4 separate regions of the Mus musculus genome follow, and all the other regions are linked to region 1. The links are chromatin contacts, called in public Hi-C, HiChIP or PLAC-seq and capture Hi-C maps. All regions are on one chromosome and are shown on one strand. The core of a region is the stretch at or near the end of the contact, and the rest is flanking DNA. Distances in the headings are between cores, read along the strand shown.

The links. Hi-C and Micro-C count contacts between places; a contact is called where the count stands out from the background. HiChIP or PLAC-seq counts read pairs in DNA pulled down with a chosen protein or histone mark. Capture Hi-C pulls out chosen DNA fragments and counts their contacts.
Region 2: a Hi-C map of uterus shows a contact between it and region 1. The contact joins the promoter of Cfap410 here to the promoter of Syde1 in region 1. A contact is called at or near these places in 1 of 484 Hi-C or Micro-C datasets (uterus), 2 of 115 datasets of contacts at active chromatin or transcription factors (large pre-B cells and pancreatic cancer cells) and 1 of 9 other capture datasets (liver).
Region 3: a contact with region 1 is called in an H3K4me3 HiChIP or PLAC-seq map of stem cell-derived neural progenitor cells, with 6 times the contacts expected there. The contact joins the promoter of Mier2 here to the promoter of Syde1 in region 1. A contact is called at or near these places in 2 of 39 promoter capture datasets (hippocampal neurons and liver), 1 of 484 Hi-C or Micro-C datasets (pancreatic cancer cells), 9 of 115 datasets of contacts at active chromatin or transcription factors (the 230-238 cell line, astrocytes, craniofacial prominence and 5 more) and 1 of 9 other capture datasets (embryonic stem cells).
Region 4: a contact with region 1 is called in a capture Hi-C map of embryonic stem cells, with 4 times the contacts expected there. The contact joins the promoter of Plpp2 here to the promoter of Syde1 in region 1. A contact is called at or near these places in 1 of 39 promoter capture datasets (embryonic stem cells), 2 of 484 Hi-C or Micro-C datasets (both in embryonic stem cells), 10 of 115 datasets of contacts at active chromatin or transcription factors (bone marrow-derived macrophages, cardiomyocytes, craniofacial prominence and 4 more) and 1 of 9 other capture datasets (embryonic stem cells).

Annotation. Positions count from the first base shown.
Region 1 is chr10:78,589,902-78,593,312 of GRCm38.p6, forward strand. It overlaps Syde1 (synapse defective 1, Rho GTPase, homolog 1 (C. elegans)), which reads right to left and starts at 2,063. Exons shown (of 8, transcript NM_027875.1): 1 at 1,901-2,063; 2 at 1-342. The coding sequence starts at 1,988. Gm30346 (a long non-coding RNA gene) reads left to right here and starts at 2,140. Exons shown (of 3, transcript XR_380602.2): 1 at 2,140-2,579.
Region 2 is chr10:77,976,904-77,980,177 of GRCm38.p6, forward strand. Cfap410 (cilia and flagella associated protein 410) reads left to right here and starts at 1,747. Exons shown (of 7, transcript NM_026431.2): 1 at 1,747-1,878; 2 at 2,850-2,868. The coding sequence starts at 1,802.
Region 3 is chr10:79,553,735-79,556,946 of GRCm38.p6, forward strand. Mier2 (MIER family member 2) reads right to left here and starts at 1,394. Exons shown (of 14, transcript NM_001316699.1): 1 at 1,340-1,394. The coding sequence starts at 1,348.
Region 4 is chr10:79,531,551-79,535,250 of GRCm38.p6, forward strand. Plpp2 (phospholipid phosphatase 2) reads right to left here and starts at 2,237. Exons shown (of 6, transcript NM_015817.3): 1 at 2,074-2,237. The coding sequence starts at 2,125.

The DNA of each region.
Region 1 (3,411 bases), core at 813-3,312:
CTTGGATGTTGGGGCCTTCTGGCTCAGAGGAAGCTAGCTGTGATCCCAAGGGCTCAGGTGCGGGTGGTCTGGGGTCTTCTTCAGGGATGGGGTTGTACCAAATCTCACCAGCAGGCTCCCCACTGCTAGGTGTCCTAGGCCCCAAAGAGATCTCCTCTGGTGGTTTAGCCCCTCCTAGCACCCATCGGCGGCTACTGGGCTCCAGGCTTTGCAGGTAGGCCCCCCGAGTGGGGCTTCGAGGTGTCTCGGGGCTGGGTGGTACCTCTGCTCCAGCCTGAGACCCTTCAAGGACACGAGGTTCTGGTTCTGGGGGTTTGGGCTCTGAGCGCTGGGCTGGGTGGCCTGGTGGAGAATGAAGATGGTAAGACCCAACTCTCAAGTTCCCAGAGGTCCAGGGAGGCAGTCTAGCTAATTGGCTTCAGCCCTCACTTCACATAACCAATCGACAGCAAGGAAGCTCTTTGCTAGCCTGGAGCCACTGCCTCCTTTGGAACCAGCTGTTTTGTTTGGTCCTAGCAGCTAGCTAATACTTTTGCAGTCCTAGCTTCAAGGTCCCCTGCCCTAGCCCCTAGTAATGCAAAAGGGACTGTGAATCAGCCTCAAGAGTCCAGGTCAAATGTCCTTGGAACCTCAGGACATTTCGGCTCTGTCACCCCTCTCCCAGACATTCCATTAATCCTAGAATCTTACGCCTGCCCCTTCTCATTGAGTGGCCTTGAGCAAGGCATTTTTCCTGATGCTCCATGTCTTGTTTATGAGGAGATTCAGTATTATCATATTCTCTTCTCGACCCCCTTCCAGCTTGGAGCTCAGTGTGAGAAGCAACTTTAGACAATAGGATCTGTAGCCCTGCTCAAGGCCCTAGTAGCTGCTGCTGGGAAGGCAGGGCAGGGAACGCTGGTTTCTTTTTCATTCAGCACCCTTTTCCCATTTCCCAAATCCTGCCCACAAGTTCTCTTGGATCTTGCCCCTCAGCCCAAGCCAGATTTCTACAGTCAGTGCCCCGTTACCCCGCCCCCCTTATCTTGGCTCTACTTTCTCTGACATCATGGTCGATTTCCTGTGTGTGTTTATGTGTGGGCACCCGGATCCCTTCTCTGGCCCTGGGACCCTTGGGATGCCCTGGGAACGGCCCGGGAGGAAGAGTCAGGTCCTTGGTATAGTGGCCTCCCTCCTTTAACTGCTTCCTTCCGAAGCCCCCTACCCATACAGCTTTCGTTCCTTTCCATTTCATTCTTGCTGTCTGTGGACCCCCAGATTTAAGGATCTTCTATTTCCACCCTTTGGCCCTCTGTTTCAGGTCTCTGTCATCAGTAGCATAGTCCAGAGGATTGTTTAAAGTCAGTTCACAGGCCCGGGACAAATCACCCAACAACCACGTGCCTCAGTTTCTCTGTCTTAATAAACAGGACGGTTTCTTGGGGCTGGCCACAGTAGGTGCGGCTGCAGCCTCTGGAGCGATGGTGGCATGGAATTGGGGAAAAGACTGCAATAATAAATATAACCCCGCACGACCTCTCTTTAGTACAGGAGTGTGTACCCAGGAGAGGTGCCCACCACCCAGCCATGTCGATGCCACACAGCTGTCCTCACCTCCCGCCCCTGCCCCGCCACTCTCTGGGCGCCCCTTCGAGGCCCCATTTCCTGTCAGGGGTGAGGCCCCCCTGCGGGGCCTTGCAAGGATCCCTGGGGCTGGCATCTCAGGCCAGCTGCACATAACGGTCCGTGCCCCCCGCCCCAGCCCCCCAGCCTTACAAAGATCCGGTGCATATTCCTCTCTTGCATCAGGGCTCGCTCCCGGCTTACCCACTAGGTCCCGCTGCGTACCCTACCGGGGACCTGGGGATCTGAGGCTGAGTGGGGCTCCCTTCTCTTACTTTCCGAGAGTCCCCGCACTCACCGCGGTCCTTGGCTTCTGACTTTTTTCGAGGAAGTTTCTCACGACCCCGCAGGCGGGAGAAGGTCTTCCTGAGCAGCGGCTCGGCCATGCTTGGGCCGCGGCCGGCCGAGTGCGCGCCCCGGGGCTGCGGCCGCCCGCCCCGCCCGCCTACCCCCCCCCCCCCACCGGCCCGCTCCAGCAGGAAGCGCATTCCGGGAATGCTTGGCCTTAACTTTTTTTTTTTTTTTTTCTTTTCCTTTCCCGCGGCCCGAGCAGGCGATGCTGGGAGATGTAGTCGCCTGGGGCCGGGAGGGGACATGATGGGGTGCTGGGCTGATCTAACTCTTCAACTATGAATGTCATGGCATAGGCTGGGCCCCCCATAACCATCCTCCTTGTGTGATGGCATGCAGCACATTCTGTCGGCTCCCCCAAACCGCATCCAAGGCACACATCAGCTCATGTCTTTCCTCCTGTCCGTCCATCCATCCCCACATCACCCAGTACCTCGACCACGATCTTTCCTTGGGAACCCCAAATGCCCCCAACTCAAGTTACTATTGCTGCTTATTGACCCTCAAGCTTAGTGGTTTCAGACAGCCGGGATGCTCACTGTCAGGAACATGGACGCGATATAGACGATGCAGTCTGCTGATCTCTACTCAGTCGAGAACACAGCAAGGATAGGTGTATCTCGAAAGTAAGTGGTGAAATCGGAGGTTGTATTATTATTTTTTATTTAGTACTGAAATACCGGAGGCTGGACAACTTTCTAAAGTAGACTGAGTTCATGTTGATGTCCTAGCAGCACTCCTTAAGACAGGAAGAGAAAAAAAAATCTTAGGTTTGGGCTGATTCTTACAACTTAAGTTTACTTTTTATTATGAATATGTGTGTGCTTCTGTGTGTATGGCACATGGATCGGGGTGTGTGTGTGGGTGCCCAGAAACGGCTGGGAAACAAGCACTTTTAACTGCTAATTTGGTCTCACAGAACCGTCTTCTGAAGGCCAACTCCCGCCGATAGGCTCCTTTCACCATGACTAGCCTATTAACAGGGCCACATAGAGGACTAAACTTTCAACACATGAACTGTGGCACAACTAAAGTTCAGGTCTCTTAACTGGTGCCAGACACAGGCTGGACCTCCACTGGGATAGTGGACTAAGCACCTATGTGGACACCTCTGTGTCCTTGGCTTCCTCCCAGTTCAGTAGTTTTGTGGTAATTGGTGGGTATGCAGGCGTCTAAAAGTTAAGAGTGCAGATGAGTAGAAGGAAGACCTGCCCAGCTTTGCTTATCCAGGCACATGTGGGAGGAGAAACTGTGGTGCTGCAATAGTTTGAAAAGATCTAGTACATTCTAAGAGACTGGAACTTTTGCTAGACCTTACAGCCAGAGATAATACCACACCTGGAAGTCACCCACGACTGCTAGCCTCCTATGTACTCATTGAGTAAGAGAACAATGTAGCAATCAACTCTACTTGTTTTGGATTTCCCATGCAATCAACTTCTTACAACCTATAATGTA
Region 2 (3,274 bases), core at 497-2,996, 610 kb before region 1:
CCTGACCTGGCCCACTCTCCTCGGTACCACCCCTGTACCTTGGCCACGCCTGTCTAGGTAGAAGAGGTGAGAGCTAGGGAAGTGAACCCAAGCTGAACAGGGTAGCAACTCCACACTTCCCCATCCGCCTTCAACTCTGACACTTGATACAATGTGATACAATGTAACACAATGTAATACAATTTGATACTACAACTCCACCACAGGTCTCTCCAGGACAAACGGGCAGAGTGGGCAATGCCCACCTCCTGTCAAACACTCCTCAAAGTCTTAGCTCCTTTGCCATCATCCATGTCCTTCTGGCCTCCATTGGAGCGGCCAGCAGACCTCTTTAAACGTGGCTGAACTGAGCCTATAAAATTCTTCCCACCACACTGGTGGCTAAGCTGTATCTCTCAGCTCAGGCCTTATTGTTCCTGATGGTAATGAATGGCCCGCCAGAGGCTAAATCTTCAGCGTCCGCTCTCTTTCCACTGTGGGTTCCAGGGTGCAAACTATGGTTTTTAGGTTTGTGCGTCCAGTACTGTTACCTACTGAACCATTTCACTTGTTTTTGGTAAAGGCAGACCAGGGTGGTCAGACAGACAATAGAGCCCTAGAATACTTCATCAAGGGCAGTTTATTACCTAAAGGGCCTGAAGTACCCAGTGCCTGTCCCGGTGTAATCTGTAGGATAGAAAAAGATATGAAGATTTCAACCTACAATCTTTCGTTTTGTTTTCTTCTGGAGATCTGTTTTCTCCAGAAGAAAACAAAACAAAAATTCATTTGTGATTACTTAAAATGCACACTGACAACCACAGGCACAGTACTGACTTTCAAAAACATAACGTCTATTTTCTATTTGTTTGTTTGTTTGTTTGTTTTTAAGGTTTTTGTTTTGTTCGTTTTGTTTTTCTACATATGAGTGTTATGCTTGCATGTGTGTGCAACCCAAGTGACCTGTCTGGTGCGCAAGGAGGCCAAAAGAGGGGCATTGAGTCCCCTGGAACTAGAGTTACATAAGGTTGTGATCCGGCCATATGAGTGCCCTGGAAAAGCAGCCAGCGCTCTTAACTGTTTCTTCAGTCCCTCCCCAAGCCCCCACTACTCGGCTTTGTCTTTTGAGATAATGTCTGTATGAGCCAGTCTTGCCAGAAACTGGCTCAGGCAATCCTCCTGCCTCAGCCTCTGAGTGCATCAATTACAAGTGTCAGTCATCGTCTGGTTGTGGATTAGCTGTTATGTAACACAAATCCCCGATTTGGGGTCAAGCAGAAATGGGTGAGGGCTCAGTGGTGACCAGGGCCATGGCAGGGATTAGGATCCGGAGCAAGCATGCCAGGAGGGTTTCTGCTGGCATCCACTACGAGGACTCTGTCACCCTTCCCGACTCGACCTTTTCTGTCCTCGATGTCTCCGAGACCAGCCAGGCGTCCCGAGTCCCTCACACACCGGCGCCTTTCTCACCCAAGCCAGCCCATCTCAGACTCTTGCACACTGGAATCCTAAGGGCCGCCCTTCCCGCGCACGCAAACACGGGATGCAGAGACCAGCGGTCCCCAGGCAGCAAAGCCCGGAGCCTCGTGCATGCGCAGGACCGGCGGGCCGCCAAAGGGGCGGGGCGGAATCGCGTATCACGGAAGTCGGGCCGTCCCGCTTCGCCGGCGCGCTTCCGCCCTCTCGCCTGACTGCCAATGGGACCTCAGGCTCCGCCCCTAGAAACGCGGGCCCCGCCCCTGGAGACGCGCCGCTGCGCAGGCCTCTCCCGCTAGCCGAGTGTACAGCGGAGGGCGGCCGGGCCCGCGGCCCTGTGGCCACCATGAAGCTGACACGAAAGATGGTCCTGTCCCGAGCCAAGGCTTCGGAGCTGCACAACGTGCGGAAGCTCAACTGCTGGTGAGGCCGGCCAGGAGCGGGAGGAAGCAGAGGCCGCGCTGAGCGCCTGCTACCCCAGGCTAGCTAGGTTGCAGGCTCACTCTGAGGCCAGTGCTTCAGAGGAGTGCGGCCCTCGCAGGATAACTAGAATTTCCCTCTAGTGTTGCTGAGGGCTTTTCGCTAACCCTCTGTGTCTGTGTCTGGTATCTGAAGACAGAGGTGCTTAGTGGCATGTCTACAGGGAGAGACTGAGGTTGTAAAGTCATGATCCGGTGCTGGAGAGGGTGACCTGGTATGAGTGACAGCCTAGACCTTAGATGCTATTATATGGATGCACTCTAAGTTGCATGGCTGAGTCACACTAATACTGAAAGCCCCGGGCTTCTGGAGGAGTTTGTATCTGGCGTGTGGAAGAGCTACAGGTGTCTCTGGGGACTGGGGTGGGATGCTGTGGCCAGAGCATTTAGCAGTGGCAGAGCAAGTGCAGACCCCTGCTTCTAGTAATGGTCAGTGGGCTACTGGAAAGAGTGAGCTTTGTTAATTAAAAGCCTTTCCCTGCCCTGGCACATCTGGTGTTGGGGCCACAGTCCTCCCTGTCCTGGGTTTTCAATAATGCCTTTCTTTGTCGAGCCAGCGAGCACATCAGGGCTTCCTCTGTGCAAGCAGAAACAACACACATTGCAGGCCCGTGAAGTTTGCTTCAGAAGTTGCATGACCGGCCTTTGAGCTTGGCCTCTTATGAAGATCCCTTTGTTTATGTGTGTGACTGGAAAGAGCTTTCTGCTATGGGAGCCTGAGAGGAGAAAACTGTGTACCCCCATGCACCAAGCAGGGAGTATTGGCAGAAACCAACCTCACCCTTATTTGGGCAACCAGCCTTCCTTACTGTTCCGAATGTAGAATCTTTAGATTTATAGACAATTGCCATTTCTTTGGGGATTTTTAAAATATTTTCATTCAACAAATTAAAGTCTATTTCTTTTCTTCTCCAGGGGCAGCCAGCTCACAGATGTAAGCTCTGCCTTGATTGTATCTTCTTCCGGATGCCCCTTCCCCCAGAAGAATAGCTAAAGTTACAGAACTGTGATCTTCAGCTCAGTGCCGTGTCACTTGCTAGACCTGCACAGAGGAAAACAGAGTCAAAGCTCTGCCTTGAGAGGAGTCCCTGGTGGTGATTTCCCTCAAGGACATCAACAGGGGCACTCTGCATGGCCTTCCTCAGCTTCAGGAGGCGACACCCCAACCCCACCCGAAATGACAGGCAGCTGGGACTGTGGAGCCCACAGCCCAGGTCTGATCCACAGATCTGATGGTGTGTCGTGGCCAAACTTAACTGCAGTTCTGTCTGCCTTGAGCCCAGAACCATTGGCAAGGAGAGTGTCTGTCCTTTCTTTGTGCCTCAGGGGCAGCAAGGAGA
Region 3 (3,212 bases), core at 144-2,643, 960 kb after region 1:
GTCCCAGCCTCGCCCCTCCACCGTGGCAGCTAGGACATCCCGAGAGACGGGTTCAGCCTGTCTCCACCCACATGGAGCTAGGACATGGGACAAACAAGGGAGCTAAACCAAGGGACAGGAATGAAGAAAACGGGTGGGAGCTGGGCAGCTGGGGTCAGAGGTGGCGTCCTAGAGACCAGATGAAGTGGGACAACTGACAGGCAACTCTGTAGGAATTCCGACTACAAGAAAGAAACCCAGGGGCTGGATGGTCTCATGAGGACTGCAAAGGATAGGCACAGCGAAGAGGTGTGGCTTAGACTAAGAACGGGACAAGCCACCAGCTCAAAGAGATGGCTGAGACACACACTAACCAAGTAGCTGACACTGAGGACTTCTATGTAACCACTGCCACTTTCATGAGTTCAAAACATGGATGCAGCAAAACACCCTCTCAGTTATAGAAAGGCACCACCAGGTTCCCACTTAAGATGAGGAAACTGAGGCAGAACCCTTCCAAATCCTAGACTCCAGGAGAGCACGTAAGCACAGGCTGGGGAGTCTCCACCACCCATGCCACACAGGGCAGAGCAGCCCAAGAGCACCCACTTGGCCGCCATGCCCCAAAAGGGGTATCGGTTGATCTATCTTGTCTTCAGAAGGTCTGCTTCCCCAAAGGCCCCCTAAAGAAGGAACTAAACCCCTAAGAACCCTCTGAGTCAACCAGCCAGAGTTGTCCAACGGGGCCCCCAGATCCCGACCCTGTGGCCCACGCGCGGGCCTGTTGCTGCCCCAAGCTGCCCCACTCGCGCACTGTGCAGAGTTCCAGTACCGGAGTGGCGGATTCGCAGCGCGTCGCTGGGGGCTGGTCCCGGAGTTCAGCGGCCGCACCCCGAGGTGCAGGTCAGCTCTGGGCTGTGCGCCGCAGCCCCGCACCCGCGGGGAGGCCCGCGCTCTCGCTCCCACAGCCAGACGAACTCCACGCGCGAAACTTTCCGCTCGCAGAGAGCCGCCGACTCCGCGCCCTGCTCATCCCCAACGCGCCGGAATGCGGTCCCCGCGCCGCCGTCCCAGACGCCAGCGCCGCACACCCACCCGGTCCGCGGCGCCCTCCCGCCGCGCGGCCCCGGGTCTCGGCCCCGCACCCGGCCGCCCGCGCCTCGCGCCCCTCCCCCCCGCCCGCCCGCGCATGCGCACCATAGCCGAGATGGGGAAGGGGGGTCGTCGGGCGCCCACGGGGCTCATGCTCCGCCCGGTAATAGTGGGGAGGCTCGAGGCGCTCGGACTGGGAGAGCACGGGCCGGACCAGGTCGACCCAGGGCAGTGTGTGGGAGGGGCCGCTACCCAGCCGCTCACTCACCTCCGCCATGGCCGAGCGTGCGCGCGGGAGGCGGCGGCCGCGCGGGTCCCCGGATGCGGTGCCGCGCGCTTATTGGCGGAGGAGCTGGGAGGCGGAGTGGGGCGGGGCCGCAGGAGGCGCGTAGTAGGTGTGCTGGCGAGGAGCGGAGATCTATAGCCTGGGTCCGGTGTACCCCACGCCCGTACATCAGCCAATCAGCTGATTCCTGTGTGTCCACAGGTGAGGGAGATGGCGCAAACAGGGAACAAGCCACAGGTGAAGAACAGTCTACAAGTGAAGAGGTTCCACAGGTGAGGGGACAATCTAGCAGTGAGGGGTTTGGGTCCCGAAGTGAAATGGGTATGGTCTGGAGGTGAGGGGAAGGTCCAGAAGTGATGGGGAATGGACTAGAGGTGAGAGGGGATAGTCCAGAGATGAAGGGGAGGATGTCTTGAAATGAGGGAGAATGAGATGAAACAACTGACAGGTGAGGGATGGTCTAGGGGTGAGGGGGTGGTCCTGAGGTGAAGGACACTGGTACAGAGAGCAGGGCATGAGAGCCTCCAGAACAGGTGCACAAACCTGACTTTCGCTGTCAGGAGGGTGCAGACAGAATGGGAGAGGCAGACCGGTGGGCAGACCTAGGCTTGCAGAGGTGAAGGCCTCTGGTCTACACAAGTCACCAAATGACTCTTCCTTCCCTCTGGGGCCAGGACCAAGCTGGGAGGTGAAGGCACCACTAAGGTTCAAGCACAAAAGCTGTCTCCCACCCCTGAGGATTTGCCCAAGACAGAAAGTCTGCCCCCTGCTCGTTTGGTGGGTTCATCATTCCATGAACCTGAGTCAGTCAGTCCTAACCCAAAAAGAGAACTGTGACAAGGATCACTAGAGAAAGCCAGGCATGGTCGCCCATACTTGTAACTCCAGTGCCCAGGAGGCTGAGGCATGAGAGTTACTATCAGTTTGAGGCTAGCATGGGCTTTGGAGCGAGACCCTGCCTCAAGAAACCAAGCTACTGGGTATGGTGCCACAAGCCTTTAATCCCAGCACTCAGAAGTCAGAGGCAAACAGGTCTCTGTGAGTTGGAGGTCTATGTAGCAAGTTCTGGGACAACCTTGGCTACGTAGTAAGACCCTATATGTGTCAAGACAAACAACAATAGCAAACACACACAAATTAACCAATTACCAAAGGTTAAGCAATTGGATGAATGGATGAGCAGAAAGATTCTTCAAGGTTAGGGCTTTCTTTCCCATGGACCTGATAGTTGCAATGGGGAACTGAGGTGACCTTTCAGCCAGCTGGGAAATATGAGCATCATTAGGGGAGGTGGACACTCAGCATTTCCTCAGGTGATGCCTAGACAACATCTCTCATCCAGGCCAGAGTTCAGAAACTGTTGACAGAAGTGTGGGCTCCAGACCCAGCCTAAAAGGGAAGGTCCCGCTCAATGGTGAGACTGTGTTCTTCAGAAGTGTCAGAGGAGAGAGAACTGTAGAAGCCTCCAAGTTCCATCAACAACACTCAGTACTTGATAGTTAATGACCCACAAAACAAGGGAAGTGCCACAGAGGCCTCTCAGACTTGATTGCTGGAACTGAGTCCAGATGTAAAGACTTGGATCACTGTTGAGTTTCCCAAAATTGATAACTAGCTTATGGGTCTGTAAGAGTATAATCTTGGGCTGGAGAGATGACTCCGTGGTTAAGAGCACTGACGGCTTTTCCAGAGGTCCTGAGTTCTGGAACACAGCAACCACATGGTGGCTCACAACCATCTGTAATAAGATCCGATGCCCTCTTCTGGTGTGTCTTTAAGACAGTGATGGTGTACTCATATAAAATAAATAAATTTTTTAAAAAACTTCCTCTAACAAGACCATACCTCCTCATAC
Region 4 (3,700 bases), core at 987-3,486, 940 kb after region 1:
TATTTACCTTCATTCATGTTCTGAGTCAATGTTAGCTACACACTGGACAAGATGGACCCAGCTCTGGAAGCAGAAAGCTCGGACCAAAGCCAGAGTCACAGCCACTCTTGGAAATGAATGGCCTGGCAGTGAAGCTGTGAACAGAGCTGCAATCTGAAGCCTCCAACCAAGGGTTGCTGGGAGGTGGGAGCCAGTCACAAGGACAGAACAGTGAGCAGCACCTTGTTCTGCAGGCACAGGAACACAGACACCCCTAAAAGTGCCCTTTGCCCGTCAGCAGCAGGGAAGCTGGGTGTGGAGTGCGTGGCCCTCAGGTCCTGAATGCCAGGTGAACCCCAAGGGGAGACTCAACATTCAAAGGGGAAAAGGACTGGCCAGAATACAGTCCCTGATGTGGGCTGAGCCATCTCAGAGTCCAGAGAAGACATGATCCAGGAAAGTGCTAACATCATGAAGCTGAGAGGTACGGCCAAGAAGTAAGGAAACAGGAGCAGTGTCCCCTGGGAGGGGACACCTTCATAACAGTGAGAGAAGTCTTGAAGGAGAAGAGGTCAGAGGAGAAAGATGGCATAGGGGAGAGTGGGAGAGGAGAAGTGGAGGGAAGAGAAGGGGAAGAGGGGGAGAGGGGGAGAGCAGAGGAGAGGGGAGAGCAGAGGAGAGGGGAGAGCAGAGAAGAGGGAGAGAGGATGGAAGAGGGGGAGAGGAGGGGAGAGGGGGAGAGGAGGAGAGAGGGGTGAGGGGAAGAAGAGGGAAGAAGGGGAGAAGAGGGGAGAGGGGGAGAGCAAGGAGTGGAAAAGATGGGGGGAAAGGGGAGAGAGGAAGAGCAGGGAAGAGCAGGGAAGAACATGGAGATGGTTAGAGAGAAGATCAAAGAGAAGAGAGTATCAGAAAAGATGAGAGAGGAAAGAGGGGGTTCAGAGGAAATAGAGGAGCTGAGGTCAGAGGAGGATGTGAGAGATCAGGGGAAACACACATCTTCTGCATAGGAGGAGGTAAACTCCAAGGATCTGGTGGTAGAGAGCAACACTGAAGACAACTGAAGTTAGTGAATCCTCAGCAGACAAGCCAGGCAGACCACAGCTGTGCAAGGTCTGGACGAACCTAAAGCCCTGAACATGGCTGGGTTGCATGGCAGGTGTGGGCCAGGACACTGGCTCCCAGCTGTGTCCCCTCTTCTTCCTCCACCTGCAGTGGGTATTTGTAGGGTACTTTGTTCCCACCAACAGGAAAGGGCCTCCTTCACTCTGGCTGCAAGGCTTCCCTATCACCACCCAAAGTGTGCACTGACTCCAGTGTTCATTCAGCCACTCAGAGGCATAGGCCTCCTCCTGCTGCTGTGACTTCCCAGGTAGCTCCGCCCCTGGGGACTCAGGACTTTCCAAGGAAAAATGTAGACTATTTCCAAGTCCTGTAGTCCCTGGCATACAGTTAAAGCAACAGAAATGGTTCTACAAACCCATACACTTAAAAAGGGTGCCAATGGCTGAGGGGTGTCCCACGGGCTTTCTGGCTGCCAACGGGCCCAGCTAAAATGAGTATCCTTCCGGGATATGGAAGGTGGAAGGGGAGGGAGATGCAGAATGAAGGAAGATAGAGGCACCCCGTCACCGTCACCGCCTTGGGTTAGAATCCAGCCACTGTCCCCTGGGCCCCAACGAACACTTGGCCTTTGTTCGAGCCTGGGGGGTTCGGGACGCTCCTCCCAGCGGCCTGAACCGGAATGGCAGGTTTGTCTGTGCGAGCCTAGCTGTCCCCGCCTCCCGAGGGCACAGTGCTGGACCTTGGCCATGGGTCACTGGCCTGCAGGGTCTTGGTTCTGCCCCGCCCGTGTGAGTCACATCGCTCCGCGGCACTCGAGCGACTTCCTGCTGCCAGGACCCTCCACCCAGGAACAGCTACAGGTAGACAGGCAGCCCCGATCCCGCCAGGAGCCCAGGAGGGCTGGCGGGGTGCTCACAGGGAAGTGTAAAGCATTGGTCACCATCGTCCGCATCTCTAACGCACACTGGCCAGAGGGACCGAGGGAGTGTGCACCTGGGAAAAAGTCCCCGCACCCGGGGCTGAGGCTCTTACCGACCAACACGCACAGCACGTCCAGCAGCACGAAGACCCACCTCCGCTCCATGTCGCCCCGGCCCAGGGACGCCCGCGACCCCCGCTTGCCCCAGCTGTCCCGGCAGCCCCAGGATCACATGGCGGTGGAGACTGCCGGACCCAGGGAAAGGGCAGGGCTTGACGAAAGGGCCCGGGCGAGGCGGAGGCGGGGCTGAGGGAGGGCGTGGCATGAAGAGAAAGTGCGGAGGCGGGAGGGCAGGAGAGGGCGGAGGCCCTGAGGGGTGTGTTTGCCACCTTGACCCGGGCGCGCAGGGGCAGGGGCTGGGATGGGCGGGTGTGGGAGCGTGTCTCAGGACAAACTGAAGTCCCCTATTTGGGAGGGATCTCCAAGCTGGGATCCGAGAATCTCAGGGCTGAGAACAAGACTCAGAAGTGTTGACTGGGGTCTCCATGCAGAAAGGAGTCTTCCAGCTGGGAGGGGCCACCAGAACTCAAGACTGTAGGCTGGAGGTCACCCAGGTGTCCCCAACACTTGGGCGGGGTTCTGCAGTGATAATGCAGAGTTGCAGAGAGGGCAAGCCGACAACCGCCTGGGCAGCACTCCTAAGTTGATCTCAACCTTTCCAGAGGAGGGCACCTGTGCTGGACACAGTGACACTTCTAAACCCATAAGTACCTTAGCATGGGATGACCAAACTCAGGCAGAAGCCCACCTTCCCTCTAAAGTAGCATCTTGTAGTTGCTGTCAGGTTGGAAGGTTTCAAGACCCTTCATGGTGGGAAGGTCAGGATCATGCCTTAACACAGGCTGTATCCACTCTAGAGAATGCCACAGAGATTCTGAAATTGACCTATGATGGGTGGGACCCAGCCTACCCTGTTCAGGGGGTGTCCTGAGACCCTGGGCCAGGGACACTTGGGAGCCAAGGGCATGTAGACTCTGGAAAGAAAGGCCAGGATCTCCAAAACCCACACTGAATCCTTTGTAAGAGGCCACAGCGTGAAGCCTCCACTCCAGAGACTCCAGCTCCTTGATGCCTCCACGGAGGCCACACTCAGAGCCAGTCAGACCTTCCTCCACCACAAGGTTGACTTGAGTCCAGGATGTTTGAGACTTGAGGGCAGGGAAGGTCAGGAAAGAGACAACCCCTTGCTGAAGGTCCAAAAGGTCTCCCCTGACCTTCTCTCCTGCAGGATGTCACCTAGGCAGAGTTGACCTGAGAGGTCCTCAGAGAACCCAAGTGCCTGTGCTTTGGTGCTGGGGGGGAGCAGCATGCAGTGACCTGTTCGGGGTAAGGGAGGGTCCCTGCATCCTAGAAAGTGGCCTATAAAATGGGCAGGCAGAGCTTTCAATACACTGTAACCTGTGCTACACACAGGACTGGACAAGGACTGTGCAGAAACCTGGCTTCAGGTCTTCATTCATGTCCCTCCCCCATGCCTACCTGACACCTATGTGGCAGGTCTGACCCTTTAAAGACAAGGGCAGGCTGGGCTCTGGTGAGAGGACACTAACTGAAGCAGAGGTCCCCAACGCCAGCATTCAACCTCACATCCACCCATATGTCTATAGCACATGGACTCAGAGGTGCCAAAGTCACCCTACCATATGTGTGACATGTCCCCCTAGCTCCTGACAGTTCATA